2 separate regions of the Mus musculus genome follow, and region 1 is linked to region 2. A link is a contact called in public HiChIP or PLAC-seq data. All regions are on one chromosome and are shown on one strand. Each heading gives the region's core, a stretch centred on a gene start, on an enhancer-like site or on the middle of the called end of the contact. The rest is flanking DNA. Distances are from core to core; before and after follow the strand shown.

Evidence for each region. HiChIP or PLAC-seq counts read pairs in DNA pulled down with a chosen protein or histone mark.
Region 1: a contact with region 2 is called in an H3K27ac HiChIP or PLAC-seq map of embryonic stem cells, with 8 read pairs. The contact joins the promoter of Hpdl here to the enhancer-like site in region 2. A contact is called at or near these places in 1 of 39 promoter capture datasets (macrophages), 1 of 15 datasets of contacts at CTCF or cohesin (the NIH/3T3 cell line), 3 of 484 Hi-C or Micro-C datasets (the N1E-115 cell line, granulosa cells and liver), 3 of 115 datasets of contacts at active chromatin or transcription factors (all in embryonic stem cells) and 3 of 9 other capture datasets (adipose tissue, liver and pancreatic islet).

The regions. Positions count from the first base shown.
Region 1 is chr4:116,818,733-116,823,228 of GRCm38.p6, forward strand. It overlaps Hpdl (4-hydroxyphenylpyruvate dioxygenase-like), which reads right to left and starts at 2,776. Exons shown (of 1, transcript NM_146256.3): 1 at 1,175-2,776. The coding sequence starts at 2,530. The coding sequence ends at 1,415. It overlaps Mutyh (mutY DNA glycosylase), which reads left to right. Exons shown (of 16, transcript NM_133250.2): 16 at 523-699. The coding sequence ends at 648.
Region 2 is chr4:116,780,172-116,784,638 of GRCm38.p6, forward strand. All of the region lies in intron 4 of Tesk2 (testis-specific kinase 2), which reads left to right. Among named protein-coding and RNA genes, the nearest start is that of Toe1, 25 kb to the right of the region's middle. Within about 2 kb of position 2,165, at least 64 of the 459 cell types and tissues checked have an H3K27ac peak or open chromatin away from gene starts, as enhancers often do. A contact at or near this core is called in embryonic stem cells, where this site is marked.

The DNA.
Region 1 (4,496 bases), core at 1,526-4,025, 39 kb after region 2:
TTTTTTTTTTTTTGAAGAAAAGATGTATTCTAACTATTTTAATTATGTGTGTGTGTGTATATGTGTGTGTGTATGTACATTCAGTGCAGTGCCCATTGAGGCTGGAAGAGGGCATTGGATCCCTGGATTTGATGTTATAGGTAGTTGAGAACTACACATAAGGTGTATCCTGGGTCCCCCACTCAGATCTCCTGTAGGACATTCTTAACCACTGACCCATCCATTCTCACCCTCATTGTGCAGCTGAAGATGGCCTTGAACTTGTAATCCTCCTTCACCATGGGATCTAGGCACACGCCCACTGCACTCAAACCTAGGGTTCTGTGTGTGTTAGGCAAGCCTTCCATCAACCCAGCTATGTCCCCAGCCCAGCTTTGTATCTTAGCAAAATTTTCTTGGGTACCTTTTAGGGAGTCGATTGAAGAGGTTGATACTTGAAGGCAGTTGGAAATTTCTCCCTACCCCAGTGGGTAGAAGAGTCCCTGGTGTACTCATTACCTCCCACCTTTGAATTTTGCACAGGGTTCAAAAAGGTCCCAGGTGTGTCCTCCATCAAGCAGGAAAAAACCCAGCCTGGGACAGCAAGTCCTGGATACTTTCTTTCAGCGTCATATCCCCACAGACAAACCCAACAGTACTACCCAGTGATACTGGGATTCCCTACCCAAAATCCAGTCTAATAAAGTGCTTATTTTTGTAGTCCTTTGGAGAACTTTCTGGGCTTTCTCTAGCCTCTTAAGTTTGAGAGACTCAGAAGATGGTAAAGTCAGCTCGGGTCTGACTTCCTCTGGCTGACAGTTCTGGAGGCTAGAGGCACCCTGACCAGATGTTCTCCCTCGAAAAAGAGCAAGGGCAGCTGGAGGGAGCAGCTGTCAAGTGCCTGACATCCATCACTCCCATCTGGGTCTCAGGTCAGCTCTGATTGGAACTAGACATCACCTTACCCAGGCGGCTGAGCTATGCTGGCCTCTTAGTCTGCACCTGCAACAGGTGCTCCCTAGAGAGGTCAGCACAAAGGAAGATTTGTATCAAATTCCTTCCTCAACAACAGAATCATTCATTCAGGGTACATTTCACCTGTAATGAAACTTCAGAAAGTAAAAGGACTAACAGTCACAAAACTTGAAGGGTGGGTGGGAGGGAAATGCAGGAAGACACAGAGGCTCAGGAGTGTGGTTGCCTTACGACCGGATTCCTTTATTGATATTACCTAGACATTTTAGGGGTTCTTGCTGTTCTAAATCCCATCTCAGATACTGTTTGGGATGAAGATCACACCTGACCCTGAGGGAACTAGAGCCTTTCTATCTGGGTGTAGTTCTGTGGAGGTGTGGTCCAGCTCCTGCTGGCGTGTGTCAGTTCCAACAGGCAAGGAGCACCAAGGACAAGTGGCAACTCCCAGGCCTAGCCTGGGTTAGGCTCCCTGGGCCCTGGCTGCTTCCTCTTGCACCGACTGCCATAGTGCCCTGATGTTGTTCTGGCCAAAGCCTGTGGCCCCCTGTCTCTGAATCAGCTCCAGGAAGAAAGTGTCTTCGGCGAAGAGGGACTTGGTGAAGACCTGAAGCAAAAATTCGTCTTTATCACCATCCAGCAGGATTCCCTGCCGTTCTAGAAGGCCAGGCTTGTGCCCTGCGGCTAGAATTTGTTCTTCTTTGCCGGGCTGCTGGTAATAAGCTTCAGGAGGAGTCAGAAGCCGGCATCCCGCCTTCGCCATTCCCTCAGAAGCATCTATGATGTTAGGAGTGTACAGTCCTACGTGCTGCAGGCCTGGCCCCCCATGCCGGGTTAGAAATTGCTCTACCTGGTCCTGTTTGCTGTTGAGTCCCGGTAGGGACTCCGCCAGCACGAGGGTGGGGACAGTATTATTCGGCGGAGTCTGCAAGGCAGTAAGCCGTAGTCCCCCTCGCCCAGACCCTGCAGCCACCTTGAGGCCCATCTCCGGATCCTCACCTGGGCTCAGCGGCAAGTGATGAAAGCCTAGGCAGTCGTGGAACCAGCGCATAAGCATAGGGGAGCTGCCGGAGGTGCAGGCCAAGGTCAAGTGGTCCACGTGGCTGACCCAACCTGGGCCAGGTGTGCAAGGCAGAGGTCTGAACCCGGGCAGGAAGGATCCGCGATAGCCAGCACGCTGCAGCAACGTAAGGCTTAGATTACCAGCCGGAGAGCTGAGCACTGTGTAGGTGGCTGTGCCCTGTGCATCTCTCACCCTAGTGGGTGGTACCGGCATGATGCAGCCGCGAGCCGCCAGCGCGCGGGCGGCGCCGTCCACATCCTCCACGTCGAAGCACAGGTTCGTGGCACTGGGCACCGAATGATGCGGGTCCAGGCTGTACAGTGGCTCCTGGGGCCCGGTACCCTCATTCACTAGAAAGACAGCGTCCCCGCTGCGCAGGGCCAGCTGTCTCCAGCCGCCTGCTTCCCTCACCGCCAGGGGCTGGAAGCCGAAGACACGATGTAGGTCCCTCGCTAGGGGCTGCCCAGCTGGTACATGGAAAGCGATGTGACACAGGCGACGGGCGGGCGCAGTCATGGCGAGCCCAATTGCCGGCCACCCGGATCTGTTCTTCTGGGACCGCTCACTTGTTTAGAACTCCAAGACTCTTGGTCCAGGACTAGTAGTTGGAAGCCGGCGGAGTCCTGGTGTATCCGAAGATCGTGTTTCTTGGTCTTTTCTGGGCAGAGGTCGCGAAGTCAAACTTTGGGGGACTGACCCTCTCGGCAGGGCCACCTCAACCAGAAGCCGGCTGAGGACCACAGGCTCTGCAGGGTAAATTGTATGAGAACCACGCGGACGCTGTGCGGGGCGGACCAGGAGGTCAGGGTGGAGCCTGAGACTCCGCCTTTGACACTCCCTCCGGTCCAGAACCTGTCTCCCGGAGTACAGTGGGGACGAAGGGCAGTTCCTTCACAGGGCCTTGGACCAGGTCACACCCTTGGGCAACTAGCCACCCCTTCCGGGGCCCGGGAAGTAACAATAGCCACCTTCACTCTGTGCCAGGCGCTCTCTTCCCGCGACCTTAGAGCCTAAGGACTGCCCGTGTGGGGGAGGAGCCCCAATCCTTTCTCAACAGACGGAATTTTCTTGGCCTGGTACTTTTTTTTTTTTACAATTCAGAAGTTTGTGTTCAAGAACGGGCTCTGTTAACGTTTTATTTATTTATTTTTCTTTAAGTTTTATTGCATTATGATGAGAAAAGATACATAATTTCAATTTATCTTATTATTTTAATATTAAAATATTTTCAGTTACAGATTTTCAATCCCCAAATGGGGCGGAGAAATTGATAGAAGAGCAAGCGTTTACATTTCTCTGTATCTGGCAATCTGCACTTCACCTGACTCTTCAATTCTACTTCTAAGTGAGATTTGGAGGGATTAGAAAACTACTGTGTTTTGTTTGTTGTTCCTGAAAGGAACTATTGCTCATTGCCTTAGTAGGTCTCCAAGAACAGCCCAGGGTTGTTCTTCCTAAAGATATAAAGAAGTTGATACCTTCCTAAAGATATCAGCCAGGGGAACTCAAGATTCGTGAGATCACTAGAATGAGGAAACTGGAAGTCTTGTGAGACTTCAGCTGGAAGGTCCTTGAAGCAAGGTTATAGGACATTGAAAGGGCAAAATGAGGGAGCAAACCTGAGAGAAGAAGCAAGCCAGACTCGGAACAATTGTGTTGGGAAGACATTTGGGAAGGACAACATGCCCAGAAATTTGTCAGGAAGTGACAGAAGGCTGCCATAGGGGGACAAGACTTAGACAAGGAGGCTTGTCGAGGTCAGGGCCTCTTCCTCTGACCAGTGATCAGAAGAACATGGATTCCAGAGCTAAGCAGCCCTGGGTTAGAAATATCTCTGGGCTGGGCGTGGTGGGTCATGCCTTTAACCCCAGCACTCAGGAGGCAGAGGCAGGCAGATTTCTGAGTTCCAGGACAGCCTGGTCTACAAAGTGAGTTCCAGGACAGCCAAGGCTACACAGAGAAACCCTGTCTTGGAAACAAACAAACAAACAAATAAACAAAAAACAAAAAAGAGAAATATCTCTAACATGTACTCACAGGACTTTGGTCATGTTGGATAATTTCTCAGTTTCCTTATCTACAAAAATGAGCTTTCGCCAGGCGTGGTGGCGCATGCCTTTAATCCCAGCACTCAGGAGGCAGAGGCAGGCAGATTTCTGAGTTCGAGGCCAGCCTGATCTACAAAGTGAGTTCCAGGACAGCCAGGGCTATACAGAGAAACCTTGTCTCAAAAAACAAACAAACAAACAAACAAACGAGCTCTCACCCCAACACTAGGGATCAATGCTAGGGTCTCACACAGGCTGGGCAAGCACCCTACTTAACTACATGTCACCTCTAACCCAGATTGCTGTGGTTGAGACACTGTAAGTTCCCATTAATAGTAGCTGTAGTTACTGTTTTATTTTCATTACACAATATCAGTGTTACTTTCCAGAGGGTATTGTGTGTCTTTGAGGACATGGGAGTGGGCAGAGACTGC
Region 2 (4,467 bases), core at 915-3,414:
TGCATTATTAAAAGTCAAGCAATAAAATTTGAGTTTATATAGAATCTGACAAGTTTATTTCTAGAGCACTATGGGGAAAAATATCAACTGAGAAAGAGATGTGATTGCCATATGCAGATAGTCCTGGCCAAGAGGGAACTAAACCTGCAGGTGAGGTTCCAGATGTGCTGTACACAGAAGTGCAGGTCACTCTCTCTGGGTGGGAGGGCTTTCACTTAGTGGGAAGGTTGGCAAGATGGCAGGAACTCAAAGGCATAATTAGAATGGTTTCTCATTTTCCAAACAGTAATGGAGACATTTAAATCATGGGACTAGGATAAGAACACCCTAACCAGAGTAGGCTCATTGAATAATTCTTGGTTAATATGTACAATTTTCAACAATTTATAATAACCATTTAATCCTAGACGTTGAGCCATTGCTAAAATACAGATTTACCAGGGCCACACCCTTCAAGAAAAACTGCCTGTTCTCCGCCAGAAGCCATCAACCTTCAGTAGTTCCTCAGTTAGGGGTGTGGGCTCAGGAGCCCCTCCTCCCTCCACATTATTAAAGTGTTAACTGGCTTGATCTGGTTCTTGGAGGCACCACAGTTTGTGTGACTGCTGGAGCAAAGCATTCCTGTTGTGTCTAAAAGACACTGGCTTGTTCCAGTTCTCATGGCTCTAGGCTCTTACAGTCTTTCCACCCTCTGTTCAGTGATGGTCCCCAAGCCTTGTGGTGTTGCAGACAGTGACAGCTTATTCATTTATTTTTAAATTGTTATTTTTGTTTCCTTGTTTATCCATGCCAGATAGGTTAGTTAGGATGCCCACAGAGCCCAAAAGAAGGCTGGATCCTTGGAGCTGGAGTTAGAGGCAGTTGTGATTCATCAGACATTGGTTCTGGGAACCAAATGAGTCCTCTGGGAGAGAGCAATTAGTGTTCTAAGAACTGAGTAATCTCTCTAGCCCCCGCTTCTATTTTACTTAAGTGCATTTAATTTTTTTATTCAACAGTTTATTGGTGAATTTATATAGGCAAAGAGGCTCAAACCTGTGATCTTAGTTCTTGGGAGCCTGAGGCTAATGGATTGTAATTATTTTGTTAGTAGCAAAGATATTCAAGGAGAGACACTTGTGCCCCTCCCTATGGTTTTAAGACTATTGAGGCACTGGGCCCCCAGGAATTTCTTGCTGTGAGAAGCAAATGGCAGAAGCTCTGTGCCATCGGATGAGGAACTGGTTTCCCAAGAGACTAGAGAGTTCTGACTTGTTAACCACCTGGCAGTAGAGACTGGAGCTGAGACATTGTGGGTCACCAGTGGGTATGACTGTGCCTTGGCCAGGACTGCATACCTTCTGCCTTCATTTCAACCTAAACCACATATTAGGACCAGAAGATGGACTTGAGGTGGTGGGAGTGGGGTGGCAAAGGAGGAAATGGTGTGTAGGGTCATTGAACCTCTTTGTTCCTCTTCCCAGCGTGGCCACTTTGAAGAAGTCTCTCTTCTTGGCTATTCACTGTTTTATTGAGGACTGGTGGTCAATCCTAGGTTATTGGAGCTGCTAGGGCCTGACCCTAACAGCTTTGATAACAGGATCACTATAGCCAGTCCTGGGTATGTAGTGAGTTCCAAGCAAGCCCAGGGCTGTAGAGCAAAACCCATTTTCCAAAACAAAATTTAAAGTCACATTGTTTATCTTTCTGGATCCTGTTAAATAGGCACCTCCGCTGCTTGCCTTGGGTTTGAAAGTTCAGAAATAATTGGTCTCTACCATTAGATTTTTACTGTGCTTAGCAGGAGTAGAAATATGTCCAAGATACAGAAATGGCACTAAATACGAGATAAGAGTATCAGGAAAAGGCCCCAGCCAGCTTGGAAGGACAAATAAAAATTGCACAAAGAGAAGGATATGGGAAAGCAGAGCAAGTTCAAACACTTATTCTGAATATGTTATGGGTTAGTAAAAGCTATTTTGTAGCCAGAGCTAGTGTCCTCTCTTTCTTGACTCCGATCAAGCCGGCTTTAGTGAATCTCCTGGAGCGGCCGTTGAACAGTGGCAAACAGGTCTCAGCGGATGTGCCCATGTATGCTTTCCCACTGGCTATGGATGCTCCAGCTGAGAACAGGAGGCTCCTTTGGAGCATAAGCCTCCCACAGGGCGCTCCTGGGGCGCCTGTCCTGGAATTACCCAAGCCAGTAACAAAGCTTTCTTTTCTTCTTTAAAGCAAGCCAGCGGGGTGGGATGTCTGCTAGCCTTTGTGCTGAGAGCTGACCAACAAGCATCCAGTGGCTAGCACAAAAGCATTGTTAGGCTACAGTGAAAAGTAGGCCGGCACTCAGGCCCCTCTCTTTAGAAGACCCATCCAAAGAGCAGGGGTCCAACAAGCCTGTATTTGGCTATTTTGACAGCAATACTAGTTTTTCATTTACTGCTGACACAGTAGGTCAGATAGGATCCTGGGCTGTCTTTCTGTTGCTGCTCTGAACGTCTCAGTCTGGAGATTCCTGAGTTGCCTTTGACTCTTTTTCCTTGGCTAACACGCCTATTCTCAGTCATAGTTGGGGGGCTGGGAGGGCCGGGGGCTGGAGATGCAGCTCCACACTGTCTCCCTTTGCATCCTGAGTTTCTTAATAAAAGATTATCAGGTGAAATCAGGATTCTTGACTTAACTTCAGAAAGGATTTTAGGAAGAGCCAGTATGAAGCAAAGTTGGAGTTTATTAAAAGGAGATCTTAGCATAGGCTTAAGCAAGGGGGAGGGGGGTGTTAATAGGGAGATAGGAGAAAGAAGGTTAGAGAATCACACTATTGTATTTACAATAGCCATATATACCATTTTGGTGGGTTCTGAAGTTGTATCCTCAAAGACTTGCTAAGGAATTGAGATTAGATCTCAGGGTGCCTCTTGGGGTGCTTTGGGTAGGATTTCAGTTGGTGAGATCATAGTGTGCTTGGGAAGTTAGGATGCTTTAGATGAGCTGATCCTGCTTATAAGCCATCTTTTGTTGTTGTTGTTGTCTGAGTCAGGATTCCTCTGTGTAGTCGCAGCTGTCCTGGGACTAGCTCTGTAGGCCAGGTTGGCCTTGAACTCAGAGAGATCCTCCTGCCTCTGCTTTCCAAGTGCTGGGCTTAAAGGTGTGCGCCACCCAGTTTAAAAGCCATCTTATAGTAAAGACAAACTAGGTTCATTCCTGTTTACCATTAAACCTGTTTCTCAGGGATTGGGCTATGTGTGCCCCACTAGTAACCTTAAGTACAAATGGTTCTGTACTGCCTGTTCCAGGAAATAGCCAACATGTCTTGTTTTAAAAAGTTTATAACCATCTTGGAATCCTATCTTTGTTTTAAAAGGTTGTTATGCCTACTTCACAATCATGTCTTTGTTTTGGGAGGTCGTTATGACTAACTTGTTAGGCTTGCGTTTTGCCCAGCTGTCCCCTATTTGGAAGCCCCTATCCCTGAGCTATAAAAATCTTGCCCTGCTGAGCTGGTGGTGGTACATGGCCTTTAATGGAAGCCCTTGTTGGGAAGCAGAGGCAGGCAGATGTCTGTGAGTTCCAGGCCAGCCTGGTCTACAGAGTGAGTGCCAGGCAATCCAATTATACACAGAGAGACCCTACGGTGAAAAACAAAACTAGCTAGCAAGCAAGCAAACTGCCCCCATCCCCCCACCCTCCCCCCAAAAAACCAAAAAACAACCAAACCAACTTTGTCTTCCTCTTGCCCTATGCTGGCCTATTGAAATCCACCTTAGGGGTGGCAGCCTGTGTACAGGAATAAAATAGCTTGCTTTAATTAATTTGGTCATAATGATTTGGGTCAGTGGTCTTTCTTCTTACATCTTTGGGATTAACGTTTTAATTGCAAACAAAAGGTGATGGCTTCATTTGTGAGATACCCAGAAAATATTTAGGAAAGGATTAAGGCTGTACTCAAAGTTATGTACCCTCAGGCCCTACAGCATGTTTATTGCCATTAACAGTCTTCTTTGAAACTGCCTCTAAATAAATGGAGTGTTATCTCTATGTTGGCAGTCTTCACAGCAAATCTTACTGTGGTGGGTTTTTGTTTTTTGTTTTTTGGTTTTTTTTTTTTTAGATTTATTTATTTTTTTTATTATATGTAAGTACACTGTAGCTGTCTTCAGACACTCCAGAAGAGGGAGTCAGATCTCATTACAGATGGTTGTGAGCCACCATGTGGTTGCTGGGATTTGAACTTCGGACCTTCGGAAGAGCAGTCGGGTGCTCCTACCCACTGAGCCATCTCACCAGCCCGTGGTGGGTTTTTTTAAAGCATTTTTTATATTTATTTACTTGCATATTTATATGCATACATCTTACATTTTTTTAAATTAATTTGTGTGCACATATTTGAATTCACACTCCTGTCTCAGCCTCCTGAAAATGGTGGAACACCATACCCAGCCCCAAATGTTCTTTATAAAATGCACTCTCTGTTGTGTTAGTCTACAATGTGAG